Regions from separate parts of the Mus musculus genome. Here regions 1 and 2 are each linked to region 3. The links are chromatin contacts, called in public promoter capture Hi-C maps. All regions are on one chromosome and are shown on one strand. Each heading gives the region's core, a stretch centred on a gene start, on an enhancer-like site or on the middle of the called end of the contact. The rest is flanking DNA. Distances are from core to core; before and after follow the strand shown.

Region 1 (4,581 bases), core at 1,069-3,568, 380 kb after region 3:
TTTCATTAAGTTATTAACTTCTTCTATACTTTAGATTGTTCATAACCAACAACAAACAATGACTACTAGTAAAAACAAAGATTTCCTGAGAAGTAAAAAAGACTTACTGAGAGCCCATAATGAATGGTACATGAAAATGCTAATCATGTTTACAAAAAAAAAAAAAAAAAAAAAAAAAAAAGGGAAGAAACACATTGGCAGTACATGCCTTTAATCCTGGTATTTGGAGGTTGGGGGTAGGAAGAGGTAGGCAGATCTCTGAGTTTGAGGCCAGAGTTTTAGGATGGTCAGTGATACCCTAAATAAATGAATAAATTGAAAATGTACTTATTAGGGTTTAAATTTCTTTACTTAGGTTTATTTTATGCATGAGTGCTTTTGCCTGCATGCATATATTGTACCATTTGGGTCCCTAGGGTCAGGGGTCTGTCTATCCAACCACCTGTGACTGTGAGCAATCATGGTTCTAGAAATGGGCCCTTGGATAAACCAGGCAATGCTGTTATCTGCTGATCCGTTTCTCTAGCCCCCATTTGGTTCTTTGAGACTGGGTCTCACTAAGTAGCTCTAGCTGGTCTGGAATACTAAACATAGACCAAGCTGGCCTTGAATTCACCGGGCCCCGCCGCCCAAGTTTTGGGAAAAATAAATCCTATTAAAATAATTAATCTGGGTGTACCTCCTGTGGAGTCTCCACTCTCTCAGCTCTCATTCTTAATAAGTCCACATGCACTCTACTTAAAAAATAGATAATCCAAAAGTTATTACTACTTTTATCGGGTCTTAGTCTTTATCAGTCCAAGTATTAGTCACTTCCTCTGCACATTTAGAACATGTGCTTGAAAGGATACATCTTTTAGTCCTTTTCTTGTACATTATTCTGTATCCACATTCTCTGCATCTGATGGGATCCCTGGACTTTATCTCATTTTCGGTGTGACACTCTGGGAAAGAAAGCACATTTATTCAATGCTTGAAAGAGAAACACTATGGGGGAAGCAAATGATAACTACAGATTTCAACTGGAGCAAACCAAAAGGCACCAAAGCATCCAAGTGCCCGATTATTGCCAAAACAGACCAAGGAGAAAGAAGGGCTGTAGGCAGTACACCTTTTCCAGATAAAAGGAAGAGATCTTAATAAGGGAGGGGGATTTTACATTAACAATCGCTAAAGTGCTCCACGTTATAATTTTACTCATGTAAGAGAGGATTTTTGGGTGGTGGTTGTTTTTTTAAGTAAAGCATTATTTAAATGAATGTCAATTTTACCTCCACAAATATATATCATTGGCTGCTGCTTTGGTGGTTGAACATCTTTCTGAGCGTCCATTGTTAGTGCCTGAAATCAGAGACAAAGACTGAGTATCAGGGTCTTCGCACAAAACATGCCTCTTTTTTTTTTTTCTCAGACGCAATACAAGGTTCTTATTTTCCGGCCTTAGAGAAAAACGCAATAGAATGTTTGCCTAGCATGCAGAGGCCCAAGGATAAATACCCAGTATTACAGATGGGGAAACAAAAAAAAAAAAAAAAAAAAAAAAAGGAAAAGTCGCAATTCTTTATCTATACCTATAGTTCCCCCAAACTGTGGTGTGGGCTGGGTCTTAAGAATAAAACACATTTTCGCCGGGCGGTGGTGGCACACGCCTTTAATCCCAGCACTTGGGAGGCAGAGGCAGACGGATTTCTGAGTTCCAGGCCAGCCTGGTCTACAAATCGAGTTCCAGGACAGCCAGGGCTACACAAAGAAACCCTGTCTCGAAACAAAACAAAACAAAACAAAACAAAACAAAACAAAACCCACAATTTCAATAATAATAAACACCAGGGGGAATGTTTATTACAGTCTTCACGATCCTAGAGTGTATTACTCTTTACACAAGAGTAATACACTAATAGGCTAAGGAGAGGTTTGTTTGCCCAATCTCACTCCTCAAAGGAATTCAGATCTGACCTAGGAGCAATAGCTCCATCAAAGCTTGTCTCGAGACTAACTCCACCGGGGATCTTTATTTACGCGCTTGGTTCTTTGAAAAGACTTTGAGAGTCTTCACTTTGTAACCTAAGCCAGGCTCAAAGTCAAGGCGCTGGTTGAAGGCGGAATTCTCCTACCTCTGCTTCCAAGCGCTCAAATGGCAGGAGTGTGCTACCTCTCCCGGCTGCCCACAAAGATTTTAAAGCCAAGTGTCTCTCCTGGTTTTGCCACAAATTTACTTCCAAAATCATCAGCCGGAGACTCCCTACCTCCACAGCTGGAAGAAGCGTCCCTTCTCTGAGCACGCAAAAGCTTTTTCCGGCGCTGCCTCGCCAACTTCCGGCGCCGATTTATGACGAAACGAAGCCCCGCCCCCTCTCCCTCGCAGTGCGGGGGGACTGGCGCTTCTGTTTCTGAGGCAGGTTACAGCGTTTTTCTCCTACCTGCTTCCTGTGGGGTTTTGTTTTGTTTTTATTTGCCCTTCTCTCTGGGGTAGCAAAACATCTCCACAGCTCGGCATTCGAAGGTTTGTGCTTGTGTAATGGCAGATACAGGAGGAACCCAAGACAGGCAATGCTGGAGTCTTAACCGACCCGATGCTTAGGCGAACACCAGCAGGCTACCCTACCAATACTTCACGATTTGACACTTCGCACATGGCGGTTTTCAAATTGTTCAATGCCCGTGTGGGTTTTTTGTTTGCTTGTTTGTTTGTTTTCAATTTCCAGTTCTCTCCTAGTTTCCTGTCACCTCTCTTTTTTATGTTGGGGAGTGGAAAGAGAGGGAAAGGGGAAGCCCAGGCTGAGACTGCTCTTAAACCCGTACAATCCTCTGTCTTCGCCGCCTCAATGCTGAGATTAATCGCGCAAATCACAACGCCTGCCATCTCCCTCCCTTTTTGAAGCCAAGGCTTTCTTACGGCAGCTCCATCAATTACTTCGACTAGTTGGTGGCTTTAGCTTTTCTCTTAGTACTCTCCTTCCTGTGTTTGACCAGTTCAGTAGAGTACAGGTGTGTGTTCTCACACATCAAAATTGGAACTCAGTAAAACACATCTGTTGGGTTCAGGACGTTTACATTCAATTATTTCACACCAGTCGTTTATTTTAATAATAGGATGGATAACCTGAAGGGATTCAAGTAAAAACAGTTGTTAACTATTAAAGAGATGGCTTCTCTCCCAGTGGGCACTCTGGTAACTTAGTAAACTACTCTCCATTCTCCATCCATCAAGAAGAACTTTGAGCTTTGTCTTTCATTTCTAGTTCAAACCTTTGATATTCACAGACCATCTTGAGAAATTCCAGTCTTCCTAGATGACAATTAAATTTGTTTTTTTAGAATTGCTGGCTTAATAAGCAGTAATTTATTACTTAAGCAGTAATAAAATGCTTGTTTAGCATGCATGAGCTCACAGTGATAATTTCTTTCAGAAGGAAATCAGAAAAACAGTACTTTCCAGCTTCTTCCTCTACATCCAGACTAACAGCATATTTTGACCAGCAGCCATGTTTCAAAGTACCCCTTCTCCTCAACAAGCAGGAAGAGGAAAACAAGTGTGCACACTAAACATCTGTACAATGACACTAGGTTAAGCCCATGGGTATTGTAAGAGGACTTCATACTGCAAGCAGATTTGAAGATTTACTGTGATTTGAGTTATGTGTGGATGCCAGTTGAGATCAGAAGAGATAGTTGGACCCCCCCTCCCAAACTGGAACTACAGACTGTTATAAGCTGTCATACCTAGATGTTGAAAACTGAACCTGTCCTCTGCAAGAACAGCAAGTGCTCTTAAATGCTGAGCTGCCTCTCAAGCTCTTGCTTTTTGTTTTTTGTTTTTTCTTTTTTTTTTTTTTCCATTTTTTATTAGGTATTTAGCTCATTTACATTTCCAATGCTATACCAAAAGACCCCCTTACCCACCCACCCCCACTCCCCTACCCACCCACTCCCCCCCTTTGGCCCTGGCGTTCCCCTGTACCGGGGCACACAAAGTCTGCGTGTCCAATGGGCCTCTCTTTCCAGTGATGGCCGACTAGGCCATCTTTTGATACATATGCAGCTAGAGTCAAGAGCTCAGGGGTACTGGTTAGTTCATAATGTTGTTCCACCTATAGGGTTGAAGATCCCTTTAGCTCCTTGGGTACTTTCTCTAGCTCCTCCATTGGGAGCCCTGTGATCCATCCATTAGCTGACTGTGAGCATCCACTTCTGTGTTTGCTAGGCCCCGGCATAGTCTCACAAGAGACAGCTACATCTGGGTCCTTTCAGTAAAATCTTGCTAGTGTATGCAATGGTGTCAGCATTTGGAAGCTGATTATGGGGTGGATCCCTGGATATGGCAGTCTCTACATGGTCCATCCTTTCATCTCAGCTCCATACTTTGTTTCTGTAACTCCTTCCATGGGTGTTTTGTTCCCACTTCTAAGGAGGGGCATAGTGTCCACACTTCAGTCTTCATTTTTCTTGAGTTTCATGTGTTTAGGGAATTGTATCTTATATCGTGGGTATCCTAGGTTTTGGGCTAGTATCCACTTATCAGTGAGTACATATTGTGTGAGTTCCTTTGTGATTGTGTTACCTCACTCAGGATGATGCTCT
Region 2 (4,555 bases), core at 369-2,868, 310 kb after region 3:
TTACATTTACTTGTTCATGGTGTGCATGTGAGCCTGAGTAGAGGTTAGAGGACAACTTGCTAGAGTTGGTTTTCTGCTTCAACTGTGTTGTGCAGGGTCACGCTCAGATCGTCAGGCTTGACAGCAAATACTGTTACCCTCTGAACAACAGTGCGGTTTAGAAAGGTTCTATAATTGATCTTTAATCACATAGAAAGGGATTTGAGTCCAAGTAAATCTGTATATGAAGTCCCTCATAAGTTTCAGTCTAGCCATTGGGCACCCAGTCCTGGAGAAAGTACTTATCTATGCTATTGCCAGATGGCTGCTTCTTAGCTTGGGTTTCTGTTGCTGCAATAAAACACCATGACCAAAAAAAAAAAAAAAAGCAAGGAGGGAAAGAGTTATTGGGCTTATACTTTCACCTTGTATTCTATCACTGAAAGAAACAAGAATAGGAACTCAAGCTGGGCAGTGGTGGTGCAGATTTCTGAGTTTGAGACCATCCTGGTCTACAAAGTGAGTCCCAGGATAGCCAGAGCTATAAGAGAAACCCTGTCTTGAAAAACAAAAAAACAAACAAACAAAAGAATAGGAACTCAAACACATTAGGAACCTGGAGGAGGAGCTGCTGCAGAGGCCATGGAAGGGTGCTGCTTACTGGCTTGCTCCCCAAGGCTTGTTCAGCCTACTTTCTTATAGAACCCAGGACCACCAGCCCAGATACAGCACCACCCACCATCACTGGGCCCCACCAGTCACTGATTAAGGAAAGGCCTTAGAGCCGGATGGATCTTATGGAGGCTTCTTGTCAATTGTGGTTTGCTCCTCTCAGATGACTCGAGCTTGTGTCGAGGTGACATGACAGCCACCACAGCCACTGTTGTTAGGAAATACTTAGGTGGAGTCAGACTTCCCATTGTGTCTTAGTTCTGTGTATGCATAGTGCTCCTACACTTAGGATGAGAATGATCTTCTTCTGTAAGACAGCTACATGTACTTCATTTGCCTGCATGTCTGGTGCTTGCAGAAGCCAGAAGACAGCATGAGATTCCCCCAGAATGAGTTACAGACAGTTAGGAGCCGCCATGTAGTGCTGGTACTCAAACTCCGCTCTCTGGAAGAGCAGCATGTACTGTTAACTGCTGGGCCATCCTTCTAGCCCTGAAAATACAATCCAAAAAAAAAAAAAAAGGAAAACCAACATTACTTTTTAATTAGTTTTCATAGAAAGGCATATAGCTGGTTGGTACAGTACTTTGTCTAAGGAGGTTCTCTGTTAGATCCCAGATAGGAAAAAGAAAAAAAAGTTTTGGTGACTGGTGAGGAGGAACATAGATATCTCTAAGTGTTTATTTCAGAAGGCTCTTAAATAACCCTGTAAAGTGAGTGAGTTAGGGCCACAGCATGGTGGTAGAGCGTACAGCATGTGCAAGGGCCTGGATTTTATTCAGAACACTACAAAGAAGAAAAATAAATTATTTCCAATATACAAACTGTTGCTGTGATAAAACACAATGACCAAAAGCAACTTGGCGGTGGAAGGGCTTATTTGGTTTAGCTTCCTGATCACAGTTGATCATGGAAGGAAGTTGGGATGGAGCCTGGAGGCAGGAACTGAAGTACATTCCTTGAAGAGCTCTGCTTCCTGGATTGTGTTCTTATATGACCCAGGACCACTTGCCCAGAGGTGGAAACACCTACTGTAGGCTGGGTTATCAAGCATTAATCAAGAAAATGCCCCCACAGGCATGCCCATGGGTTAATCTAGTGTGAGCATTTTCCTTCCTTCCTTCCTTCCTTCCTTCCTTCCTTCCTTCCTTCCTTCCTTCCTTCCTTCCTTCCTTCTTTCCTTCCTTCCTTCCTTCCTTCCTTTTGCTTGTTTGGTTTTTTTGTTGTTTTTTCAGACAGGGTTTCTCTGAAGCCCTGGCTGTCCTGGAACTTGCTTTGTAGACCAGGCTGGCCTTGAACTCAGAGATCAACCATCTCTGCCTCTGGAATGCCGAGATTAAAGGTGTGTGCCACCACTGGCCAGTTTAGTATGGGCATTTTCTCTGTTAAGGGTCCCTCTTCCCAAATGATTCTAGCTTATGTCAGGTTGACAAAACACTAAGCAGCAAAGGAGCCTATTTTAATAACCTTTCATGCAGTTTACCAAAAAGATTTTTATTGAAAGCTCCAGTGCTTGGGAGGCTAAACCAGGATTGTAGCAATTATGGGCCAGGCTAGGCTGTAGTCCAAGACTCTGCATCACAAAAAATGTGAAGTGCCTATTGTTGTTTATACATGTACCTAAAGGGCAGGTTGATGTATTAGTGTTTCCTTTAAATAATGTTCTGTGATGTTTGGGATTGTATCAGCTCAGGAAAACCTAGTAAGTCCAGAAAGTGCCAGAAAACAGCTTTTAGTTACAACAAAAAGTAGAAGATGTGCCAAGAATAACAAACAAGCTAGGCATGCATATCACCAGCATTTAGGAGGTAGAAGCAGGCGGATCAGGAGTTCAAGGCTACATGATGAGTTGAGGAAAGCCTGAGCTACATGAGGTTAGGTGTTAAGAAGCTAGGGGTGAGGTCTCGGGAGATGGCTCAGTGATTAAGACTCTTCCAGAAGAGTTCTCAGTACCAGTGGGCAGCTTACAACTATCTGTAACTCTAGTCCCAAAGGATCCAGTGACCTCTTCTGGCCTCTCTGGCCAAAGGGCACACACATGGGTCACATACACATATAATGAAGTTTTAAAAATGAAAGAAACTAGTAGAAGCCTCCAAAGATGATAGGCTGTGCTGTACATCTATACTCCCAGCACATGAGAGGCTGAGGCAGGGGGATTACCTCAACTTCAAGGCCAGCCTGGACTGTATATAGAGCAATGTCCTGTCTTAGGAAGAAAAGAAGGAAGTGGGGGGGGGGGGATTGGGGAGAGCAAAAGCTGACAGAGGGTTCCTTTCCTTCCCATGATCTCATCTGTGTAGCTTAGCTTTGCCCTGCTGCAGGACCATGCCCAGGAATGGCTGAAAAGGATCTGTAGAACAAAACATAGAAGGGAGGACCTAGCACTTTACGTTAGAGACTACCTGTGTGCTCTGGAGGCTGTTCACTGTTCACAAGATGTCTTGAAACAGATGGGGAAATGCCCTTCATTAGTTTGGCTCCTACAGGCCCAAGAACAAAGCTACTAAAGTATTTCCCACTTTCATTTAATAACTCACAATCCATTTTTATGGCAATAATTCTATTTACTAATGTGGATTGTACAATGATGCTAAGTAAATTTAACTCCTTTGGTAACTGTTACTTTTCCTTGTCTATTTATTTGAACTACAAATAGGATTTTGATAATAATTTTGTTAATATTTTCTATCATAAAAAGGTATCTGGAGAAAAGTTGTATTTTAGTGATATTTGATTCATACAGCTCCTGCTTAGACTCAGCTTTTTCTTAAGAGTAAAAACAATCGCAGAAACCTCTCCTGGGGCAGATTCAGGGGGTCTTCTTTAGAGAGAAACCTGTGGAACTCTAATACTGTTTTTGTGAGATGGAATCTCATGGCCTGGGCCAGCTTTAAAGCAGCATTGTACACAAGAAAGACGTTTAACTTGTGACTCAAACTAAGATCTCCTGAGCCACTGCCTTCTTCTGTAACCAGGTCCTTAATAAGGAGCAATTTTGATATTGTGGTTTACCTTGAAGTAGAGCATTTGATTGGGATTGTGTGAGAAATTACTTCAGCTTTCTTATATGAGAAGAACTGTTTCATCTAAACTAAATTTATAATTTTTTCTCTCTCTAAACTTCCATTCCCATTTAAATTTAAGATTCATAATCGCTATGAAGGCAAAGATGTTTCAAAACATAAGCGGAATCTGGCCATAGCAGGCGGTGTCACCCTGTCTGTAATCGTGTCTCCGGTGGTAGCTGCAGTGACTGTAGGTAAGAATGGGCTTTACATCTTAGAAAGGTATTTTTAACTACTATGTTGTTGCTAAGAGTATTACTTTTAAAATGAAGAAGCAGTTTAAGTAGAAAACCTACAGAAGATTTCTCAAGTAACTTCATTAAAGTACTGTATACTGGAGAACCTAGTTTTAAGGCTGGGGCTTTAGTTCAGGGTTTCAGCGCTTCCCTCAGACATACACATAAGGCCCTATTTGGTCCCCAAGAACCGGTCAGGATAACTGATTGAGTAGCCCTTCTCCTCCACTTGCGTTGAGGAGCTTGTACTTAAAAAGTTCACAGACTCTTCTGTCCCTCATGGATACCCGAAGGCTACCTGGGAGTCTTGTATTTGCTGTATTCTAGCCAGATCTTCAGAGCTCTGTATACCTTCTCCTGAAATAGACATCATATTTCTGTGGTTTATTTTTGGTTTCTAATGACTTGATTTTACTCCCTTCTAGGCATTGGTGTTCCCATCATGCTAGCTTATGTCTATGGTGTGGTCCCAATTTCTCTCTGCCGAAGTGGGGGTTGTGGTGTCTCTGCGGGCAATGGGAAAGGAGTGAGGATTGAGTTTGATGATGAGAATGACATAAACGTCGGTGGGACTAACGCAGCCATAGGTGAGTCCTCAGA
Region 3 (4,933 bases), core at 675-3,174:
AAAATAAATAAATAAATAAATAAATAAATAATTTAAAAAGAAGTGCAAACTCTGCATATGAGCTAGAGGAATCTCTAAATAACTATGCTGTGCAGAGGGAGCTGGGCCACACAGTACACACAGCCTGATTCCACTTATATTCAAAATGGTAAACTAAGCTATCATGACAAATCAGGTGACCTGCTGCTTGTGCTGAGGGAGGTGGGGGGAATTGGGAGACCTGAGCCTGGGACTCACAGAGTGGAAGGAGAGAACAGAGTTCTGTGAGTTGTCCTGTGACCTCAACACATTCTAGTAAATCCAGTACAAATGAGTAAATCTAACTTTAAAATAATTTAAAAGTTCCAAAGTCATGCTGATAGAATGATGGTACAAATACTATTATTTTTAATTTTTAAAAATTATTTTAATTATATTTTGTATATGAGTGTTTTGCCTCAATGGGTGTCTGTGCTGTGCACATGCCTGGTGCCCAAGGAAGGCAAAAACAACATCAGATCTCCTAGAACTGGGGTTATAGACAGCTGTGAGCTGTCATGTAGGTGCTGGGAATTGAACCCATGTTCTCTAGAAGAGCAGTGTGCTCTTACTCTGGCCTGTTTCTCCAGGTTTCCAAATGTGGTCCTTGAAGAGGAGGTCTCTGGGCATTGGTGAGAGCGTCAGACCACTTCCTTTTTTTCCCTGCTTGACCACTTTCAAATTCTGCAGTCAGGAGATCAATAACGCTGGTGCGAAGCTGACTCTTCTTTTGTTCCTTCCCGTCCCCTGGTCCCCTGTCGGAGGTGCCGCTCAGTCTGTTGACAGACAACTCACAGATGTACCCAGAGGTTTAGCTCCTAGGTGATTCTAAATCCCACCAAGTTCACAATCAGTTTTTACCATATTCACAAGTTAATAGAATTAATCAATATCAACAGTGAAAAACCAAGAAGTCGGTGAAAGATTCTGGGAACAAAGATTCCTAAGAACCCAGCCACGGAGAGCGGTATCTACTCAAGAACAGGGCTTCCCCAGGTAAGAGAGACCCAGGCCACATCCATGTTTTAAATTTCCTATAATGAGAGAAAGAAGACTTAAAAAACAAGAATAAGACAACAAGCCACTTCCAATCAAAAAAATAAAAATCATATGTACAAAACAGCAACAATAAACCATCAAAGCAGTGTTACATATGGACTGCACACCATGATACATTTTAAAAAGGTTAAGACAAAAACAAAACAAGAAACAAACAAAAAAACCCTGAGCCTAATGCTCCTGTGATAGGGTACTTCCAAGGTATACCTCCTTTCCCCTTTCTAATCTTAATCCACAGTATACTGTAGCCAGCGCTGGGGTGATGGGAAACTCCCAAATCATCAAGGCACCCTCCGTAGAAAATGCCAGGAGATCCGGTATGAGGCGGATCTGAATGCCATCTCATCCCCCTCACTCTGGAAGTGGACATTCTGTTGGTCACAGACAGGAGACCTGGCCCCTGAAGTGGCCCCTGGAGAAGCTCTGTTTCCTTAGGCAAGCTGCCTGGCTCTGATGATTTGGGGCAGGGTTGGATCAGTGACTTTCTGGCAGCTGTATAAAATGTTCATGTGGCTAGAGACAGGATTCTTAACTTTTGTGGGCTGAGCTCTCTGAAAATGAATTCGACACTGTCCCTCCCTCCCTGCACCACAGAGGCACGTTTTCCTCCTCAAAAGTCTCTAAAATTCCAGCCTCTGGCCTCCAGGGTGACCCTGGCCTGAGATCTGGCATCCCTGAGGTCCCTCTGAACCCTGATTGTGTGCGCACGTCTCTAGTCCAGCCTGAGAATCAGGCTGAGGTTTAGTGGAGGGAGCGGGGCGGGGCGGAGCGGGGCGGGGTGGGGCGGAGCCAGGCGCAGACCCCGCCCACCCGCAGACCCAAGGCAGGAGTGGGAGCTCAGGACCCAGCCCAGACTCTAGGCGGCAGGTCCTGTTCTCCACGCTGTCCCTGGTCATCGCCAGAGCCATGAAGATGCACTTCTGCATCCCGGTGTCCCAGCAGCGGCCAGACGCGCTGGGGGGCCGCTACGTGGTGCGTCTGGGGCCCGGGGTCGGTTGGGTGGGGAGGGGCTCGGTGACCCTGGGCACCTCCTACCCCAGTCCTCATCCTCGCCTAGGATAACAGGCGGGTGTCTGTGCTTTCAGTTGTACTCCGTGTACCTGGACGGGTTCCTCTTCTGCAAAGTACGCTACAGCCAGCTGCACCGCTGGGATGAACAGGTGAGCTTGGATTGTGTTACTCTGAAAGACATTGGACTGTGTGTGTGTGGGTGTGGTGGTGGTGGTGGTGGTGGTAGAGGAGGAGGGCTGGCTACAGGCTCCTGATTTGTGAACTATAGGCACTCTTTAAATCCCAGAGCTATCTCCTATACCAACATCTTCAACTTCAGGTCAGCCTTATAACATGAACAAGACCATAATGACCAGTTGCAGAGTAATAGCCTTCCTCTAGCCTCTTGCGCTCAGAGCCCTCAGACCTATCCCAGAGTAGAGTCAACTGGGACAAGTGTGCTTTGTACAGCTTCTAGTTCTAACACGGTCTTATCTGGCCCACCTTTCCAAGTCCCTTTGTTAGCAAACCCAAGACTCATGAGCTACATCGATACAGATTGGCTTGTGGTAGTCAGAAAGTGTCACAAGACTCAAAAGCATCTTATGCAATCTAGGGGGGGTTTCTGGGAGACTGACTGGGGCTTGGGAAGGGACTGGTCCAGGAGCTGTCTTCCAAGCAGAGGATGTGACAGTGGCAGATAGGAACAGGGGGTGTAAATAGGCAAAGAGGAAGAAGATAAAAGTCAGGCAGGGTGGCACATTCCTGTAGTCCTAGCCCATGGAAGACTGAGGTGAGGGATAGAGAAATCAAGACCAGCCTGGGCTACACAGACTTGTCTCAGACCTAAAAGAAAAGAGTGTGAGGGGGCTGGTGAGATGGCTCAGTGGGTAAGAGCACCCGACTGCTCTTCCGAAGGTCCAGAGTTCAAATCCCAGCAACCACATGGTGGCTCGCAACCATCCGTAACAAGATCTGACTCCCTCTTCTGGTGTGTCTGAAGACAGCTACAGTGTACTTACATAAAATAATAAATAAATCTAAAAAAAAAAAAAAAAAAAAAAAGAAAAGAGTGTGAGGTGGATAGGAAAACCAGATTAGCTCAGAATGATGGGGGAGCTGGGGAGGCCAGCACCTGGCAAGGGGAGCACCCAATGGTCTGCAAGGCTTTTGGAGTTCCCCTCTTGCTGATGCTCCCTGTGCAACGGGGTCCCCACAAGCTGACATTGCCTTCACAGGCTTCTTCAGAGCTGGGGAAAGTATCCCAGGCAAATCACGGGGGCGTCAGTTAAACTGGCTGTATTTATCTAAAGGCACAGAGAGCTGAGCCAGCCAGAGAGCTCACACAGCAGATGTTACCAGGGTTCAACATCAGAGGGTCAGCTGCAGCCCTTGAGGGGGTTTTGCTGGGGACAGGGCTGCAGCTGATGCTGTCAGAGAGCACAGGTCACATGGCACCTCACAGAGACCCTTCTTTTTATCAGACTCAGCCTTTTATGAATTACCCTGGCTGACAAGAACTCAGGAACGTGCCACCTGGACAGGAACTCCTTCTTATTCCTACAGGATAGAAAGTCAATTCTTTAATTTTTTTGAAACAGTCTTACTATGTAGCTCTGGCTGTCCTGGACCTCCTCACTATGAGAGATCTGACCCTGCCTCCCAGGGCTGGGATTAAAGGTGTGTGTGCCTCTGTGCCTGGTTAAATTCAATCCTACAGCCAAATCCCTTGTTAGCAAAGTTATAACCTTTATTTAACATAATACACATAGAGTGTCACACAGAGCTTATAAGGAAATAAACTGGCAAGGACTTTATACGCCCCTCTTAAGTATACACAGCCTTTCCTTTTTTATGGTACCTTATATTTGGTCAGACTAATAAGAATTTGGGGCTAGCAAGATGGCTCAGCGGCACTTGCTGCAAAGCCTGTTAACTTGAGTTCAATTCCAGGAACTCATGTAGAAAACCACTAACTCCTGCAAGTTGTCCTCTGACCTCACGCATGAGCTCCCACTCCACAATCAAATAAATGGAATTATAAAAAATTAAAAGGATTTTGGGACCATTCCACTTCCACCAGAGAGAGGGAGAGGGAGAGGGAGAGGGAGAGGGAGAGGGAGAGGGAGAGGGAGAGGGAGAGGGAGAGGGAGAGGGAGAGGAAGCAGGCTGTGGTGGCCCATACCTTTAATTCTAGCACTTGGGAGGCAGAGAGAAATGGGGATTTCTGAGTCCAGCCTAGTCTACAGAGAGCCCCAGGGTGGCCAGGGCTATACAGAGAAACCCCTGTCTCAGAGCAGAACAAAAGTAAAAGAAAAGAAGAAGAAGAAGAAGAAAAAATGGCAGAGAAGGATCTTGAAAAACCCTTGGCAACTTTTGCCAGACTTGGAGAGGACACACACACACACACACACACAGAGTCACACAACACAGTCACACAGTCACTTACAATATTCTCTCTCTCTCTCTCTCTCTCTCTCTCTCATATACATATGCACATGCGCGCGCGCGCGCGCACAGACACACACACACACGGACACACACACACAGACACACACACACACACACACACACACACACACACACACCAGGCTGAGGATGCACCCACTCAGCAGGTAGATCACTTGCCCAGCACATTTGAAGCCCTGAGTTTGATCCCCAGTTTTTGTGAAGCAGGCATAGTTCAAGATCATCCTCAGCTACGTACTGAGTTCTAGGCCAGTCTAGAAAACAAACAAAAACCAAACCAAACCCCTCAAACAGTAACGGAGTGGGGGAACCGAGTTTCCCTTCTGAGGTCTTTCATGGAGGCTTTGATGAGTCTGAGGTGAACTCTCCAAGTCTTGGGATGCTAGTGACTGCCACA

Evidence for each region. Promoter capture Hi-C pulls out the DNA fragments that hold promoters and counts their contacts.
Region 1: a promoter capture Hi-C map of neural stem cells shows a contact between it and region 3. The contact joins the promoter of Polr2k here to the promoter of Snx31 in region 3. A contact is called at or near these places in 17 of 39 promoter capture datasets (the C10 cell line, the HPC-7 cell line, HPC-7-derived erythroid cells and 11 more), 2 of 15 datasets of contacts at CTCF or cohesin (the NIH/3T3 cell line and stem cell-derived epiblast-like cells), 7 of 484 Hi-C or Micro-C datasets (CD4 T cells, the G1E-ER4 cell line, Th17 cells and 3 more), 16 of 115 datasets of contacts at active chromatin or transcription factors (the SCID.adh cell line, T-cell acute lymphoblastic leukemia, acute myeloid leukemia and 12 more) and 5 of 9 other capture datasets (adipose tissue, embryonic stem cells, liver and 2 more).
Region 2: a contact with region 3 is called in a promoter capture Hi-C map of trophoblast stem cells, with 2.7 times the contacts expected there. The contact joins the enhancer-like site here to the promoter of Snx31 in region 3. A contact is called at or near these places in 17 of 39 promoter capture datasets (the 3T3-L1 cell line, the HPC-7 cell line, HPC-7-derived erythroid cells and 11 more), 1 of 115 datasets of contacts at active chromatin or transcription factors (effector CD8 T cells) and 1 of 9 other capture datasets (embryonic stem cells).

What each region holds. Positions count from the first base shown.
Region 1 is chr15:36,171,747-36,176,327 of GRCm38.p6, reverse strand. Polr2k (polymerase (RNA) II (DNA directed) polypeptide K) reads right to left here and starts at 2,318. Exons shown (of 4, transcript NM_023127.3): 1 at 2,247-2,318; 2 at 1,272-1,341; 3 at 852-944. The coding sequence starts at 1,332. It also overlaps a transcript of Spag1 not described here.
Region 2 is chr15:36,247,109-36,251,663 of GRCm38.p6, reverse strand. It overlaps Rnf19a (ring finger protein 19A), which reads left to right. Exons shown (of 10, transcript NM_013923.2): 6 at 3,799-3,913; 7 at 4,381-4,542. Among named protein-coding and RNA genes, the nearest start is that of Mir8097, 9.2 kb to the right of the region's middle. Within about 2 kb of position 1,618, at least 4 of the 459 cell types and tissues checked have an H3K27ac peak or open chromatin away from gene starts, as enhancers often do. A contact at or near this core is called in trophoblast stem cells, where this site is marked.
Region 3 is chr15:36,552,564-36,557,496 of GRCm38.p6, reverse strand. It overlaps Snx31 (sorting nexin 31), which reads left to right and starts at 1,924. Exons shown (of 14, transcript NM_001347022.2): 1 at 1,924-2,049; 2 at 2,163-2,237. The coding sequence starts at 1,984.